Linked DNA regions of Sus scrofa: regions 2 and 3 are each linked to region 1. Evidence: chromatin contacts called from public HiChIP or PLAC-seq data. All regions are on one chromosome and are shown on one strand. The core of a region is the stretch at or near the end of the contact, and the rest is flanking DNA. Distances in the headings are between cores, read along the strand shown.

The links. HiChIP or PLAC-seq counts read pairs in DNA pulled down with a chosen protein or histone mark.
Region 2: an H3K27ac HiChIP or PLAC-seq map of skeletal muscle shows a contact between it and region 1. The contact joins two enhancer-like sites. A contact is called at or near these places in 1 of 47 Hi-C or Micro-C datasets (skeletal muscle) and 1 of 2 datasets of contacts at active chromatin or transcription factors (skeletal muscle).
Region 3: a contact with region 1 is called in an H3K27ac HiChIP or PLAC-seq map of skeletal muscle. The contact joins two enhancer-like sites. A contact is called at or near these places in 2 of 47 Hi-C or Micro-C datasets (brain and skeletal muscle) and 1 of 2 datasets of contacts at active chromatin or transcription factors (skeletal muscle).

The regions. Positions count from the first base shown.
Region 1 is chr9:125,590,558-125,595,596 of Sscrofa11.1, forward strand. No RefSeq gene overlaps it. Among named protein-coding and RNA genes, the nearest start is that of C9H1orf21, 20 kb to the right of the region's middle. Within about 2 kb of position 2,049, at least 3 of the 83 cell types and tissues checked have an H3K27ac peak or open chromatin away from gene starts, as enhancers often do. A contact at or near this core is called in skeletal muscle, where this site is marked.
Region 2 is chr9:125,354,210-125,359,248 of Sscrofa11.1, forward strand. The region is part of intron 7 of TSEN15 (tRNA-splicing endonuclease subunit Sen15); the gene reads left to right. Among named protein-coding and RNA genes, the nearest start is that of TSEN15, 56 kb to the left of the region's middle. Within about 2 kb of position 2,767, at least 4 of the 83 cell types and tissues checked have an H3K27ac peak or open chromatin away from gene starts, as enhancers often do. A contact at or near this core is called in skeletal muscle, where this site is marked.
Region 3 is chr9:125,803,072-125,808,110 of Sscrofa11.1, forward strand. The region is part of intron 3 of C9H1orf21; the gene reads left to right. Among named protein-coding and RNA genes, the nearest start is that of EDEM3, 180 kb to the right of the region's middle. Within about 2 kb of position 2,505, at least 13 of the 83 cell types and tissues checked have an H3K27ac peak or open chromatin away from gene starts, as enhancers often do. A contact at or near this core is called in skeletal muscle, where this site is marked.

The sequences.
Region 1 (5,039 bases), core at 799-3,298:
ACGAAGATCAAGGAAGGATGCTGAATCCTGCCTGCTGCCTCAACACGGCATGGCAAATCATATATAAAATTGCTGGTTTCAGATTTGTGGGCCCAAAAGTGGCTGCATGAAACCCAGCCCTCATGTCACTATCACATGTTCACTTGCCATTCTTCCACTCCAACAGACTAATCACTATTTAATTTAAACAACCCTTTCTTTTAATAACTTTGCTTGGCAATGACTGCCTAAAACCACGAAATAGAGTTGCAAGTTTCTCCTGTCACTGAAATTGGACCAACATTTCTGTCACACGCTGCTGTGGTCGCTGGTTGTTGTGGCTTCTAGAGCTAGGGGCCTCTTCTCTGTTAGCTGCCCAGGCTGTCGGGTTTGCACGGCCCAAGGCCAAGGCAATGGTGTGCTCCGCGGTCTGCAGGGAGAGGCTGCAAGCGAGTAAAGTCCTTCCATGTGGGACTTGCCTGTTTTGAAACATCAGTGCTGTCTGCTCAGCTAGGAAGCCTTCCCAAGCCTTGTGCATCGGGGTCCTAGCATCCTTAAGTGACCTCTGCTCTGTGAAGCCTCGCCTGTCTGTTCTGTAGGCTCTCTTCTGACATTATATGGGTTTCATCCTATGTCTGTTTCTCTCACTAGACAGTAAGTTCCATGAGGGTAAGTATAATAGTTGACATATTTTTGTAGCAGAGTGCCTGCAACACCGTCAATAACAAATTGAATTGAGCCACTAGAAAAAAGTCCAGGTTTTTATTGCTTATTATATTTTTAGACTGGCTCTGGGAGACATCCATTTCTAAACAGAATTCTGAGCTTTTCCTAGGACCTAGGGTAGTTGATAGAAATCTTTTATCATGTACTAGCTTTCTATACGAGTAAGTAAATAAATGTCTCTTTGAGCTTCGATTTCCTGATCTATAAAACAGGAGTGATAATAATAGCATTGTTGTCAGGCTAAATGAAATTATGCCATTCTCTTGACACATAGTAGGGGGTTAATAATCTTTCAGCTGTTTAGAGCTCCCCCCATGCCTCTAGAACAATTTTTCTCATCAAAATTTTTCTCTTACCCTTTAGGATTCTTGCTTTTTTCGATCGGACCTCAAGAACCTCTAGAGCAAGAATCAGCAAGTATTTTCTGTAAAAGGCCAGATATTAAATATTTTAGGCTTTGCAGGCCACACGGTTTGTGTGGCATATTTTTCTTTATTTTTATCACTGCTGCTTTGCTTTAGCTTCTTTACGACCCTTTCAAAATGTAGGACCATTCTTCGCTATGGCCACACAAGAACAGACCTCCAGCTAGATAACCTGCATAGACTTACAACTTATATGAGTTTGTGGGTTGGCTACACTGTGCTCTAGAGTGGGGGTTCTTAAAGTGTGTCCCTTCCAACCACTAGCAGCAGCAGCTCCTGGAAACTTGTTAATACAAATTTGGGGGCCCCACCTCAGATTGGCTGGATCATAAACTCTGAATTTTAGCCCAGCAACCTGAGTTTTAATAAACCCTCCAGGTGATTTTGATGCAGTAGTTCAACCTTGACTGCACATCAGAATCACCTGGAGAGCCTTTAAACCATGTCAATACCCAAGCTTTATACCAAATCAGACACTCTGGGGATAGGACCAAGGTATAGGTGTTGAAAGCCCTGCAGGTGATTCAACGTGTAGCCATAGCTGAGAACCTCAGATATAAACTCAGGGCTAGCTTCTACGTCTGTCAAGTAAGCTTTTCCCTACTGATATTGCCAAGGTAGCCAGTACTTGGGTCTTCTTCTTGGTTTGGTGATTTCATGAAGGAACCTCACTGCAATCCATTGATCAAAAGATAGCTATTCATACTATGTATAAAGCAGTATGTTAGGCATGCTAGGGATATTTTTTAAAGTATATTAATAAGTCCCTTCTACCTTTGAGTAATTTGAATATAAAAAGCAAACTTCTCCATTTCTAAGGAGCTCATAATTTCACTTTTACAAAGAAGGATCAACTCAAGAAGCACCACCCATTTTCATTTTTCTCTGAGTTTAAACCTGGTCACTGGTCACCATTTTTTCACTCCCCTCACCATTACTGCAATGGGCTGAGTCTGTTATTCCATTATTCCACATGAAGTAAGTTCTAGGGTGTTCATTCTTGTTTCAAAAACACATTTTCCTGTGGAAAAGCTTTTGCCTGGTTTTATATTGGTAAGATAATTCTAGAGTGCCACATTTGACAAATGACATCAGCCCGCCTTCCCCTAGCCATAAACCATTTTAGAACGCTTATGCATAATTTGGCTTCAGGTCAAGGTGGCGTAATATGAACCAGCAGAATATACAGCACAGGGTGTCCTTAGCAGCTATCCTAAAGATCAGCAAAACTCATTCCTGTAAGAGAAGCTCATCTGTGAAGCAAGGTCAAGCCCAGTGGTCATCAGGGAAGGTCCCCTTAATGGAATCGCCCCTGGCCTGGAGGGACTTCTGCTTTGAAACTCTGCTGTGGTTGTCTCTCCGGCTGCCTACCTCAGACCCATATTTTCCTGCCACCAGCCAATTTCCATTTTGTTCAGGAATCAGATGGACATATTCTTCAGGGAATGCTGGCCTCCTCCCCAGCCCCAGAGGTTCAAATTGATGGTTTGGCAACATTGTGGTAATTCAGCATCCTTTGCCAGTGATTGGCTTAGGAATAAGCATGTGACTTCTAATTCTGGCCAATTATGAGAGTAGAAAGAGCTTTGGGGAAGTTCTTGTTGTTCAAAAGGAATGCAAAGGAAGATGTTTCTTGTTAGGCCACTATATATAGATTTGAGGATGTGATGCTTAGAGCTGCTGTAACCATCTTGTAACCGTAAAAGAACATGTCTGGAGCCAAAAGGCAACGTGGTGAGAATGATGCAGTAGAAAGATGGAAAGCATCATCTTTATTTCCCCTTGAGCTGCTGAATTAGAGACCCAGATACTACCTGACCTCTGTATTTCATTATTATGTGAGATAGTATATGTCTTTCTTATCTAAGCCACTTTTGGTGGATTATGTTCTTACTGCCTAAAGCATCCTAACTAACATATCTATGTTAGCCATATAATTAGATGTGAGAGAATGTTGTCTTATACTTAGTGTCTGCTTACTCCAAAAACCTGCATCTTAGTATCGGGGATTTTTCTGTTGGAAAAAAGATTTTTTACTCATTATTCCTCTCTTAGTTTCTTTTTCTTCTTCTTCTTCTTTTTTTTTTTTTTTTTTTTTTTTTTTTTTTTTTTTTTTTGCTTTTTAGGGCCACTCCTGCAGCATATGGAGTTTCCAAGGCTAGGGGTCAAATCGGAGCTACAGCTGCCAGCCTACACCATGGCCACAGCAACATTAGATCCAAGCCGCGTCTGTGACCTACACCACAGCTCACGGCAACGCCAGATCCTAACCCACTGACCAAGGCCAGGGATCGAACCCGCAACCTCACGGTTACCAGTCAGACTCATTTCCACTGTGCCACAACGGGAACTCCAGTTTCTTCTTTTATAGACCTAGCTTGTCTCCAACACCAGGCCATGTCTCACTAGGTATATTGACCACTCATTCATGAAGACCTGATGAGCCATTAACTTTGATATTTCACCAGCCTAAAACAGAATGGTAGTGCCATTTATACCAGACACAGAAACAAGGAAGGATGGGCCTTACTATGCAACTGCTGGCATTTTCTTATCTGTCTGTTGTTGTAACATTAACATTGGCACTGCCAGAACCAAAGTTCAAGCTCCTCAAAATTTTCTCCACATGCCCCGTGCACTACACATAATAGACATTCAATCACTGTTGGTTGGATGAATGCATGAACAAACTAATTATTTGCAAACAGCATGTCAAGGAGGATTTAGAGACTTGAAGATACTGGAGGCTCCATTTTGGAGATAGAGACCCAAGTACTAACTAGTCTTTTTCTGTCACACCTGCTTAAAACTGGAGACTCTAAGTAGTGTAGCTCCCTTTTAAAGAATGAGGTACCCCTGTTCTCCTTCTCTCTTGCTCTGATTCTCATGCTTGCCCTCTCTGGAAATTTCAGAATTTAAGTGATCTGATTCTGTGAATATTTTTCAAAAACATATTTTCGTGTCTGCAAGCAGATCTTTCCTTGAAGCTCAAAGAATTCCATCATTGCTCATTAAGTTTCTGACACATAGGAGAGAGAGAGAGAGAGAGAGAGAGAGAGAGAGAGAGTGCATTTTAAGAGGGGGATACAGTTGTATTTGTTCTATAGCACTTAGTTTATTGGATGGCTTCAAAGGCAAGGGGCTGGATATAACAGTGCTTTGAGGAAGTGCCTCCACTGGAAAGATCTCATCTGATGGACTGACTCTGGGATCTGGGGTAAAGATTGGTTTTGTTCAACATCTCATGTACTTCCCCGGGGAAGGGCAGATTTGCGACAGGCGGGGTAAACCTGGGTGAGGAAGAAAGTGTCCTCTTGGGTTCTTGCAGAAATGTCATCATCTGTCTCAGAGAAGGGAGTCACTTCATGCTAAGATTAAATGTCTCCAGAACCAGATTCTCCTCCTAGGGAGAGACTGAATGACCTCCATGGAAAGAAAGCAGCATCATGCTAAGGTCAGGCGTCTTTGAAGCTACTTCTACTTCAGAAATTAACCCCTCCAATAGCTTCCTATTAATCCCCCCCCCAATTATTTCCAACAGTCTCCTCCAATGAAGCAGGAGAACATGCTGGAGTGAAGGAAACCTGTGGGTTCAATGTGCTTCCAGCTTGTCCAACCCCTTGTCACCTGTGCAAGGACACAAAAATTATTGGCTGAATCCCATAGGTTAATGTTAGTCCCTCCACAGCAGAATTGCTTGAGTCACTACCTAGTACTTAGTATTTCCATATGAAATAGTGACTTGCTTACATGTCTCTCTTCCACTAAATTTTAAGTGCCTTGAAACCTGGTCCATGTTTCAAGTCATCTTTGAAGTCAGTGCCTGAAATACTTACAGTGGCAGGTGCTCAGTAAATATTTGGAAATGGAACTAATTCATTATGTAATAGTGAAAAGGCCCAGACTCAA
Region 2 (5,039 bases), core at 1,517-4,016, 240 kb before region 1:
AGAGGTAATGAACCTGACTAGTATCCATGAGGATGCAAGTTCCATCCCTGACCTCAATCAGTGGGTTAAGGATCTGACATTCCTGTGAATTATGGTGTAGATCACAGGTATGGCTCGGGTCTGGCATGGCTGTGGCCAGCAGCTGCATCTCCGATTCAACCCCTAGTCTGGGAACTTCCACATGCCATGGTGCAGCCCTAAAAAGAAAAAAAAAAAAAAAAAGATCAATTCTTTCTGGTGCTGTCCTGTACCTCTTTCAGCTGTGCTTCAGGAGCATTCAGTAGATCTGTCTCTCCTCTCTGCTTCCATGTGGTCTGAATGAGGGAACGGTCCTGCTTAGGACATGCCCTGATAACCTTTTGCTTTTATCTTGCATCATGAAACCTTTTCATATCTTTGGTTTTCTCTTTTCATTTGTGGTGTGTGAAGTGTGGTGAAATCTTGAACTTGGGTTTGGACTCACCGCAAGAAAAGGTATTCCCTGTCTAGGGCTTCAGACTTGCTTATGTTCTCCAGTCTAGCTCACCAAGGCTCTGCACTGGAGGTGGGAGCCCAACTTTAGCTGAGAATGGGACACTTAATTTGCTTTCCTTTTACCATTGTTCTGTAGGTATATACCTCCCTCAGGGACATTTCAGAGAAAGGGAGCTGAGGTTTAGGACATGATTTGGGTAATCCGCAAATCTTAATACTCTCTAAACATCCTAATTATTTCTAAAATAAATCTTCCCTAGGCATACCATGCTCACTCAGGCCTCACTGCCTTTGCACATATCATTGCTTCAAGCAGGAATGTCATTCTCCAGTCTTAATACCTCTCTGGCTTGTGAGATACTTATTTTTCAAAAATCCGACTTGAGTCATGGCCCCTAATACTTCCCCCCCACCAATCTCAAAACAGATCTGTGTATTTCTTGCTTTATGGAAGAAGAGAAAGGGGCTTGAGTATCGTACAAGTTTGAGTTCACATCTTCACCTGCCACTTACTCTGCGAACTTAGCAAATTATTTATCCTCTCTGAACCCCAGTTGTGTGTATGTGTGGTCACTGAGGTTTAGAGATTGATATACATATATTTGTTTTTTTTTTTTTTTCATTTCTAAAGTGGCAATGATAATTCCTACTTTTTTTGATAATTCCTACTTTTTAGGCTACTGTATATATTATATGAAATAAAGTATACAAATCTTGCAAATGAAGATGCATAATATTTTCTAGCTATTGTTAGACACTAGTGGCAGAAACAGGTGTTAGGCTGTTGTCACATTCTTATTGCACAGAGACAGTGGAATGTGAGTGCTGTTTGTCACTCCTGGTGTCCCTTCTCCACCTCTCTCCTCTTCCACTGGCTGGGATCAGAAGACAGGGACTCTAGGAGATGATAGGACCGCAAGATAGATGGAGCTCGGGGTCTTCAAATGACCCCCTGGAAGAAAGCTGTCTGTAGCCCAGCAGCACCTGTGTTAGACAATGTAAGGAAGAAACAGACTGATACTGTGGTAGGTCCCTGAAATTCTGGGGTTTATTTATTATAGAAGCTAGTGTTGATTACTCTAGTGGATTTAGAAATGGGCCCTTTGAGGTGGGGGATAATGTCAGAAGAACCTAAAATATGTTGCACTGATGCAGCAGTTGGGCAGTAGGTGGCACAGACATTGATACTGGAGTCTGGGAAGGCATAGGCCTGTGGAAGGGGTGGCACTGCATTTGGTAGATCTTTTGCTACTGACAATTTAAAAGGCAGGCCAAGTGTCTGACAAGCCTTTGTCTCTAAGGGGGAGATTGGTTATCACTTACTGCATTCAACAAAGTCTAGCAAGACAAAATATGCTCAGGCAAGAACTGGTTTGTGTGAGAGCAGAGATGAAAGGGACCAGATGGAGCCCAGAATTCTACTGCTTCACAGGACTGGAAGAGACTACTACTTCCTGGCTCCAACCAGTAGAAGATAACAACTGAAAAAAAGGCTTTGAGCAAGAGGTACATTTAAAACATCTCAATTTAATAGATACCATGCTAGCTTCTATAGAGGTTATAAAAAACCTAGGGGCTGTTCTCTACACTCAAAGAGGGTGTAGTTTATTGAAAAAGATAAAACACATGCAAATAACTGTAGTGGAATACAGTTAATGATGGAAGTATCTGTTGCTATAAATAATGGAGGAATTCCAACTTGCTGGAGGAGCCCAGAGAAGGGGTTCTCAAGGGGACTGGGGAGCTTGGACCTTGGTTACCCATCAAGCCAACAGACCCATGAATGAATGAACCTCAAATCATCTTTCAAACTCATCTTTCCCTTTTTGAAATACCAGAGTTCAGGTTTGGTCTATGGAGTTGCCGCTGATACCTGATGCACTGGGGGGGTCCCTCCGGCCAGCCTATGACTTCCCTGTCCATATTCTTCCCTGACTTCAAAAGGAGTTCAGGCTGACACCTGCTCAGGTTCCCTCCTTAGGGCCTCATTTCTGTAAAGGTGGGAGAGGACCCTGCTATCCTCATTCCTTCCTCACCTGCCCTGAGGGTATGAGATGCCCCAGACCTTAAAGCACTGTGTGTTTGCGGGGAGATTGCTTGTTTTTATTGTCTTTCTCCCTTTTTTCAAATAATCATCTTTGGGCAAAGAATAAGAACTTGCTACTTCTTAGTGTTTCCTGGCATGAGCCTAGTACCTTTTTAGCTTGTTTTTATTGCCTCTTTGGCTGCACAGAGCACTTATCTAAATATAGAATGGTACAACACTGTGGCCAGGATTGGCAGAAGATAACATTTTCCTTCCAATCAATTCCCTTGCATCTTTTAGTGAACACTAGGTACTGTTCTTTTCTCAGAGTGGCAAGAGTGGGCAGCAGGAAAGAAATGATATTGAGTTGTGGCTCTTTCCAAAGGAGAAGTCGAACACTGTAAGGCCTTCTGAGGCAGCGAGGCCAGGGTTGGTGCTCTGGGCTGGCTCTCCTGTGACCTTGGGTGAACCACACAGCAATGGTCGGCAGCCTTCTCCAGTCCTTTGGAGGCAGGGCAGTGCAGTGGAAGGGACACAGGCTTCAGCAGCCCCAGATTGGATCTCCTGCCTAGACCCCTATTGAAGAGTGACCTTGGGTAAATTCTTTAATCTCATCTTTAAAATGGGTGGTACTAATAAAACCTATCTCTTAGGCCTCTTGTGTAGGGGTTCAGTGAGATGAATATATGTAAATTATTCAGTAAATTTTTAAGAAATGGTAGCTATTATTTTTTTTGTAGGGTGGTGTTTTATAGCATTGGTGTTTCAAATGCAACCATGTTTTCAATTTTGTTTCTGGGATATTATAAAAATAAATTTATTTATTTATTTAGATATTAACAAAAAGCAGCTCTCAGAGTTCCTTGGTGCCCTAGCGGGTTAAGGATCCATTATTGTCACTGCTGTGGCTCGGTTTGACCCCTGGCCCGGGAACTTTCATATGCCACGGGCACAGCCAAACAAAAAACACAAAGCAGCTCTCGCCATATGAGTCAGATCCAGGTCTCTTACTATCTCCATTCACTTTGGAGAAAGGGTTTCATTGCTGGAGGTTGTTCTGTGTAGTGGTTAGAACAAGGGCCCTAGCCCAATTCTTGGGGGCTCAAATTCTGGTGCGTGATCATGAGCAAGTTGCTTAACTTCTCTGGGTCACAGTTCTTTACCTGCTATTCCAAAATGAAACATTTCATGAGCTTTATCCCACTTAGTATAAATCTTCCTATTTTTGATGCAGAAATTATGACTGAGTCTAGGGCACTCCTTAAGACCCTGAGGGGGGTTCTGTAATATACGGCACCTATGCCATGTTATCTTTCTTTCTTTCTTTCTTTTTTTTTTTTTTTTGTCTTTTTTGTCTTTTTGCCATTTCTTGGGCCGCTCCCACAGCATATGGAGGTTCCCAGGCTAGGGGTCCAATCGGAGCTGTAGCCGCCAGCCTACGCCAAAGCCACAGCAATGCAGGATCCGAGCCGCGTCTGCAACATATACCACAGCTCACGGCAATGCCACATCCTTAACCCACTGAGCCAGGCCAGGGATCGAACCTACAACCTCATGGTTCCTAGTCAGATTCATTAACCACTGAGCCATGACGGGAATTCCCCATGTTATCGTTCTTTAATTTTAATTCTGAATTTCTAAACTCATCTGGCTTCAAATGTTTTGAGTAAGGGGCCTGTGACACATCCTTATAAGGCTGTTTTGTGCTATGTTAACTTCATGTAAGCTTCTTGGGAACCTTATTGGCTATTATTGTCATAGTTGGAACAACTCTTTGAGGCAGGAATTATTATCCCATTTTATAGATAAGGAAAATAAGACACAGAGACAATAAATAGCCACATAGTCCATATGTGGTAGACCTAGAATTCAAACAAGACATTTCTGACGCCAAATCCCAGGCATTCTGTTTAAACAGACTTATGTCCAGGGCCCTATACTTGCCCTGGCAGAACCAATCCCAATTAAGATTCCACTCAGGGAAGTTAGGAAACCCCATCAGCTGGGTATGCCCTTTCCAAACATCTCTGTAGGGAGACCAGCTCTGATGGGGGCTCCCCACCCTCCTCCTGTGGCCAAGCAGAGGAAAGAAGAGTGGGGTGCTGGTAAGGCTCCCCCCAGGGGCTGCCAATGACATGGCGTGGATGAGGGAGCCTGGCCTGCATGTGGTCCAGCTGCATGCCTCTGTCCATTTCTCTGATGGCCACCCTGTCTCAATTTAGGTCCCTCCAGAAGCTGATACCAAGAAAAGGATTTCAGTGTAAGTAGTTGATTTGTGAAACAGAGGAAGCACCATTTGCCATTCAGCAGTGAAGAAGGGAGGGGGGGAAGCAGCCAATAATAGATATGTCATTATTCATTTACTACTAGAACTGAAATGCCACAGGACAATGTGAGGTCGCTGTGTAAACCGCATGCCTCAAAATGATCCCACCCAAAGGATGAGGGAGTTGAGGTATTTCTACCCCATCCCTGGAGAGTCATTGGTTGAGGGTTACTCCCAGAGATGTCCTTGGCAGGCAGCCAGAAGCAGCATGGC
Region 3 (5,039 bases), core at 1,255-3,754, 210 kb after region 1:
CACTGTGGTAATCTGAATAATACCTCCCAACAAAGATGTCTACATCCCAATCCATGGAACTTGTAAATGTGTTACTTTCATGGGAAAAGGGATTAAATTAAGGATCTTGACATGGAAAGATTATCCTGAATTATTTGAGTTAATCCCAGTATAATCACAAGGATCCTAATAAGAGTTAGGCAGGAGATTCAGAGTTAGGAAAGAAGGCGTAAGGACAGAAGCAGAGGTCCGAGAGGAGAGAAGATGTTTTACTGCTGCTTTGGAGATGGAAGAAGGGACCATAAGCCAAGGAATATAGGTGAAGTCTGGAAGCTGGAAAAGGAAAGGAAACAGGTTTTTCCCTAGACCGAGACCCAGGAAGGAAGCCTTGTGAACTGTTTTTAGACTCCTGACCTCCAGAAGTGTAAGGTAATAAATTTGCGTTGTTTTAAGCCACTGAATTTGTGTTCATTTGCTACAGCAGCAATAGAAAATTAATAAGAGCAGATTTTCTGGACACCGACAAATTTGGAATTAAAGAGAGTTGTGGGTGTGTCCAGCTAGATCAGAAGGCTGGAGCCTCATTTTTGGCTGGCTCATACAGCACAGTGAATGTGAGAAAAGGGATCATGCCTGTAAGAAAAATGGCATCATTTAACTTTTTGTTTTTAGCTTTGACATTTACAGTTTCTCAACTTAGCAAGGAAAACCTGTTAAGATTTTGGTTCATCACAGGAAAAGTTTAGCAATTCTGCACACATGGTGGCTTTTTATTTGTTAAAATATCAAAGGCGTGATGATACCTTTTTTTGTTCTAATAGTTTGTTAACGTTGATCAAATGTACTTTGGTTTTTCTGCCTGTGTTTTTACCTACCAGAAAAATCTAGCGTAAAGCATGTTTATTTTGGTCTAGTCAGCTCTCAAACGCAGTCTTTTAGAGACCATAATCCGGTGATAGTTGAATTCCTAAAATCTTTGGTCTTGTTATTATGCATCAGAGTGACTTACGGTAGATTCACACTCCTTTGTGTTTTCTTTTACTTGATGGTTGGAGAGGAGAAGTGAGGAATGGAAAGAAAATACAGTCAATGGGTGTGTGATGCAGTTTTGTGGGTGGGGAATAAAGCGCGGATTTTTGCTTCTGTTCTATCTTACTGTGTCCTGGTGGCATTTAACATATAGCATTGTCAGCCAGCCAGGTAATTTCAGCTTTGTTTTGAAGTCTGAACTCTGAATGGCATCTTGGTCCCGTTCAAACGTTCGGTAATTACGGTTTTTTCCCCACATGTAGTACAAATAAGATACTTGATGAATTTACACATCAGACTCTTGAGAAAGGAAGTTCCCAGTGATCAGTGTTAGGTAGTTCTTGGTCAAGAAAATACACTTTTTGAAGTTCCCACTGTGGCACAGTAGGTTAAGAATCCGACTGCAGCTGCTCGGCTTGCGGTGACGGTGCAGGTTCAATCCCCAGCCTTGCACAGTGAGTTCAAGGATCCAGTGTTGTCAGTCCCTGGCCCAGGAACTTCCATATACCACAGTGTGGCCACAAAGAAAAAAAAAAAAAAAGGAATTCCCCTTGGGGCTCCGGGGTCACAAGTCTGACTAGTATCCATGAGATTCTGGGTTCCATCCCTGGCCTGGCCCAGTGGGTTAAGGATCTGGTGTTTCTGTGAGCTGTGGTGTAGGTCGCAGATGCGGCTTGGATTTTAGGTTGCTGTGGCTATGGCGTAGACCGGCAGCAACAGCTCCGATTCGACCCCTAGCCTGGGAACTTCCATATGCTCGAATGCAGCCCTAAAAAAAAAAAAGAAAAAGAAAGAAGGAAGGAAGGAAAGAAAATAAGAAAGAAAGAAAGAAAGAAAGAAAAAAAGAAAGAAAGAAAGAAAGAAAGAAAGAAAAAGAAAGAAAAAAAAAAAGAAAGAAAGAAAGAAAAGAAAAGAAAAGAAAAGAAAATATAGGTTTGTTTTTGTTTTTTTAAAGTAAGCGTTATGGTAGTCATTAGGGCTGTTTATAAATATTCCAGTTTTGTTCCTTCCAAGCACATAGTAGGGCTCTCCTTTCTCCAGTCTCTTGCATTTGGGTGTGTAGCCACCAGGGAACTCCCTCATTGTCACCTTCGAAGCTGAACGTGTTCTTCATGTGTATGGACCCAAATCTCCTAATTCTAGTTAAAGTGTTTACCTTTTCCAGTTTTCGGGTACTTTTTGAAATGCAGTGGTTGGAAAGTACACACACACAGAGTCTGTGTGTGGAAGGAAACCCATTGGGAGTTCACATGTAGTGCTTTTGTGTCTTTTCTCTGTGTAGTCCCCTCCGTCCCAGGAGCTACGACTCCGCCTCCACTGTTTTTCTCTAGGCTTCCAGCTTCCTGCATACATCTGGCCCCTGGGCTTTCTTTATAAGATAGAACTTCCTGCTATTGAGCCCAGAAAAAAGAAAATGAAATCCCTTCACATTCCCACTCAGACTAACTCTGGGCCCCTCCCAGGACTGCAGCTGCCCCAGTGCTCTCCGACTTTGTGGGACCACAGGCAAAGAAGTGACAGGAGGAAAGAAATTCCTCTCGCCAGCAGGGGGTAGGGTGCTTTCTTCAATTCCCTGGACTCGATCTGTTGCTTCCTTCACAGTTAAGGAGCTGAAGTTTGAGAGCATGTTGTAAAGAAGCCATCAGTTTATCTTGGTGTTCTGACTTTCCCTTTGGGGATCGGGAACAGCAGGAGAAATAAAGTCGGTCTGACTGCCTCCAACAGGAGAGAATCTAAGAAGAGAATGATGAGTTTACTCTAGACCCTGACAAGTGTGTTCTGTGCATAAAGAAGTAAAATTGTTCCAAGCTAAAGAAGTTCTTTGATTTGCTGTTTAAATAAACCTGTCACTACCTGACCGTGGTTTGCAAACATTTTTGAGAAATGGCTGCTTCTTTCCAACATGAGTTGAAAGCTCCTGAATATACAATTCAAGGGGTTGCTGCTCTGGGAGGGCCTGCTATTGAGCCCTGAGGCAGCTCTGCAAGACCCCAAGGCTCAGTTGGAAAACTGCCTTCAGGAAGGCTGAGAGAGGGAACTCTAAGCCCAAAAGTACCTTTTCTCTGAAATAAAAGTCCTCAAACTGTTTTGAGTTAAGAATCACCTTGGACTCTTGTTTAAAATGCAGATTCTGAAGTTCCCTGGTGCCTCAAAAAATGGGTTAAGGATCTGGCATTGTCACGGCTCTGGCTTGGGTTGCTGCTGTGTTGTGGGTTCAGACCCTGGCCCAGGAACTTCCACATGCCGTGGGCACAGCCAGAAAAAAAGTATATGTATTTATGTAAAATTTCAAAATGAAATTAAAGTGCAGATTCCTGGGCACAGTCGCAGAGATGCACACTCTGGAGGTGTTGTGTGGGGCCTGGGAATCTGTATTTTAACAAGCATTCTAGATGATTCCGATACCAGTACGGATGGATCATAAAAACACAGCTCTACAAACTGCCTACCAAGGGCCCTTTTAAATGGCTTCATCTTATTCCCACTTGGTCCCAGTTTATTTTAGGTACGAAGTTTATGAGTGTCAAATGCCATTTAAATAGCTTTTTCTTGCCAAGGGAAATAATGTCTTAGCTACCTCTTCCGTCATCTTCCAGTGTAATTCTCTGTTCCTGTTCCCAGAGCACCCCGGACGCGGCATGGCTCTCAGCCCTCTCTGTTGGCTCTGCTCTATCAGAGGCTCCCATTAGCCTCATCGTTCCTCCAGCCTGTCTTGGTTTTGTTTGTTTTCTTTTTTCTCTTTTTTAAAGGCAGATGTCTTTACTCTTCTCCTTCCTCGGCAAACCAACCCAAAGTAGAAATTACATGGTGTTTATAAGCAAATGTAAAACTGACTTTTTGATGCAAATACAGCTGACTAGGAGGCTTACAAATGCTCCCATGTAGCAAGGTGCTGGGTGTTTTGATAGATACAAAGAAATACAAGAACAGATCCAAATAAGTCACATTTATAAAATGAATAAAGCCGCAATGAGACGCCCACTGGAATGACTGTAACTGAAAAGACCGTATGAAATGTTGGTGGGGAGATGGAGAAACTGGAACCATTGTGCACTGGTGGTAGGAATGTAAAATGGCACAGCCGCTTCGGAAAAGCTTGGTTGATGTTTTGGTGATGTTTGCCCTATCGTCTGGCAAATCCGCTCCTTGGAATCTGCCCAAGAGAAACAAAAATATATGTGCACACAAAGATTTGTGTATGAACGTTCATAGCAGCATGATTTGTAGTAGTCACAAACTGGAAACAATCCACGTGCCCATCAGTGTATGCAAGGATAAACAAAACACAGTACATCCGTACATTGGAGTAGTATTTAGCAATTAAACAAAATGCTGCAATATGCTAAGGTATAGATGAACCTCAAACTTTATGCTAAGTGAGATACCAGATGTAAAAGGCTATATGTTGTATGGTTCTCTTTATATGAATCTAGACAAAGCAAATTTGTAGTGACAGAAAGCAGCTCTCTGGTGGCTGGACAATACAGATGAGTGCAAATGGGTATGATGAAACTTTGGGGGCTGATAGAACTGTATTGGATTGGGGAGTTCTCTGTGGCTTAGCAAGTTAAGGATGCAGCTTTGTTACTGCTGTGATGAGGCTCACTGCTGTGGCGCAGATTAGAGCCCTGGCCTGGGAACTTCCACATGCTGCAGGTTGCGGCCACCCCCCAAAAAAAACCTGTATTGTGGAGATAATTTCACAGCTCTATAAATTCACTAAAATCATTTAATCATATATATATAATGGGATTTTATTTATTTTGGCCATGCCCACAACAGGGAGAAGTTACTGGGCCAGAGATGGAACCCATACCACAGCAGCGACCTGAGCCATGCAATGACATCAGATCCTTAACCTGTGGAACCACCAGGGAACTCCTAATGGGGGAATTTTATGGACTATAGAGTTTGCCTCAAGAAGGCAGTTTTCTTAATTAAGGCACATACCACAATTAAATAATTGATAGTCCTTTTTCTATGCAAAAGAAATAGAAGGGCACTCTAGTTAAAATGTGGCTTGCAGACCC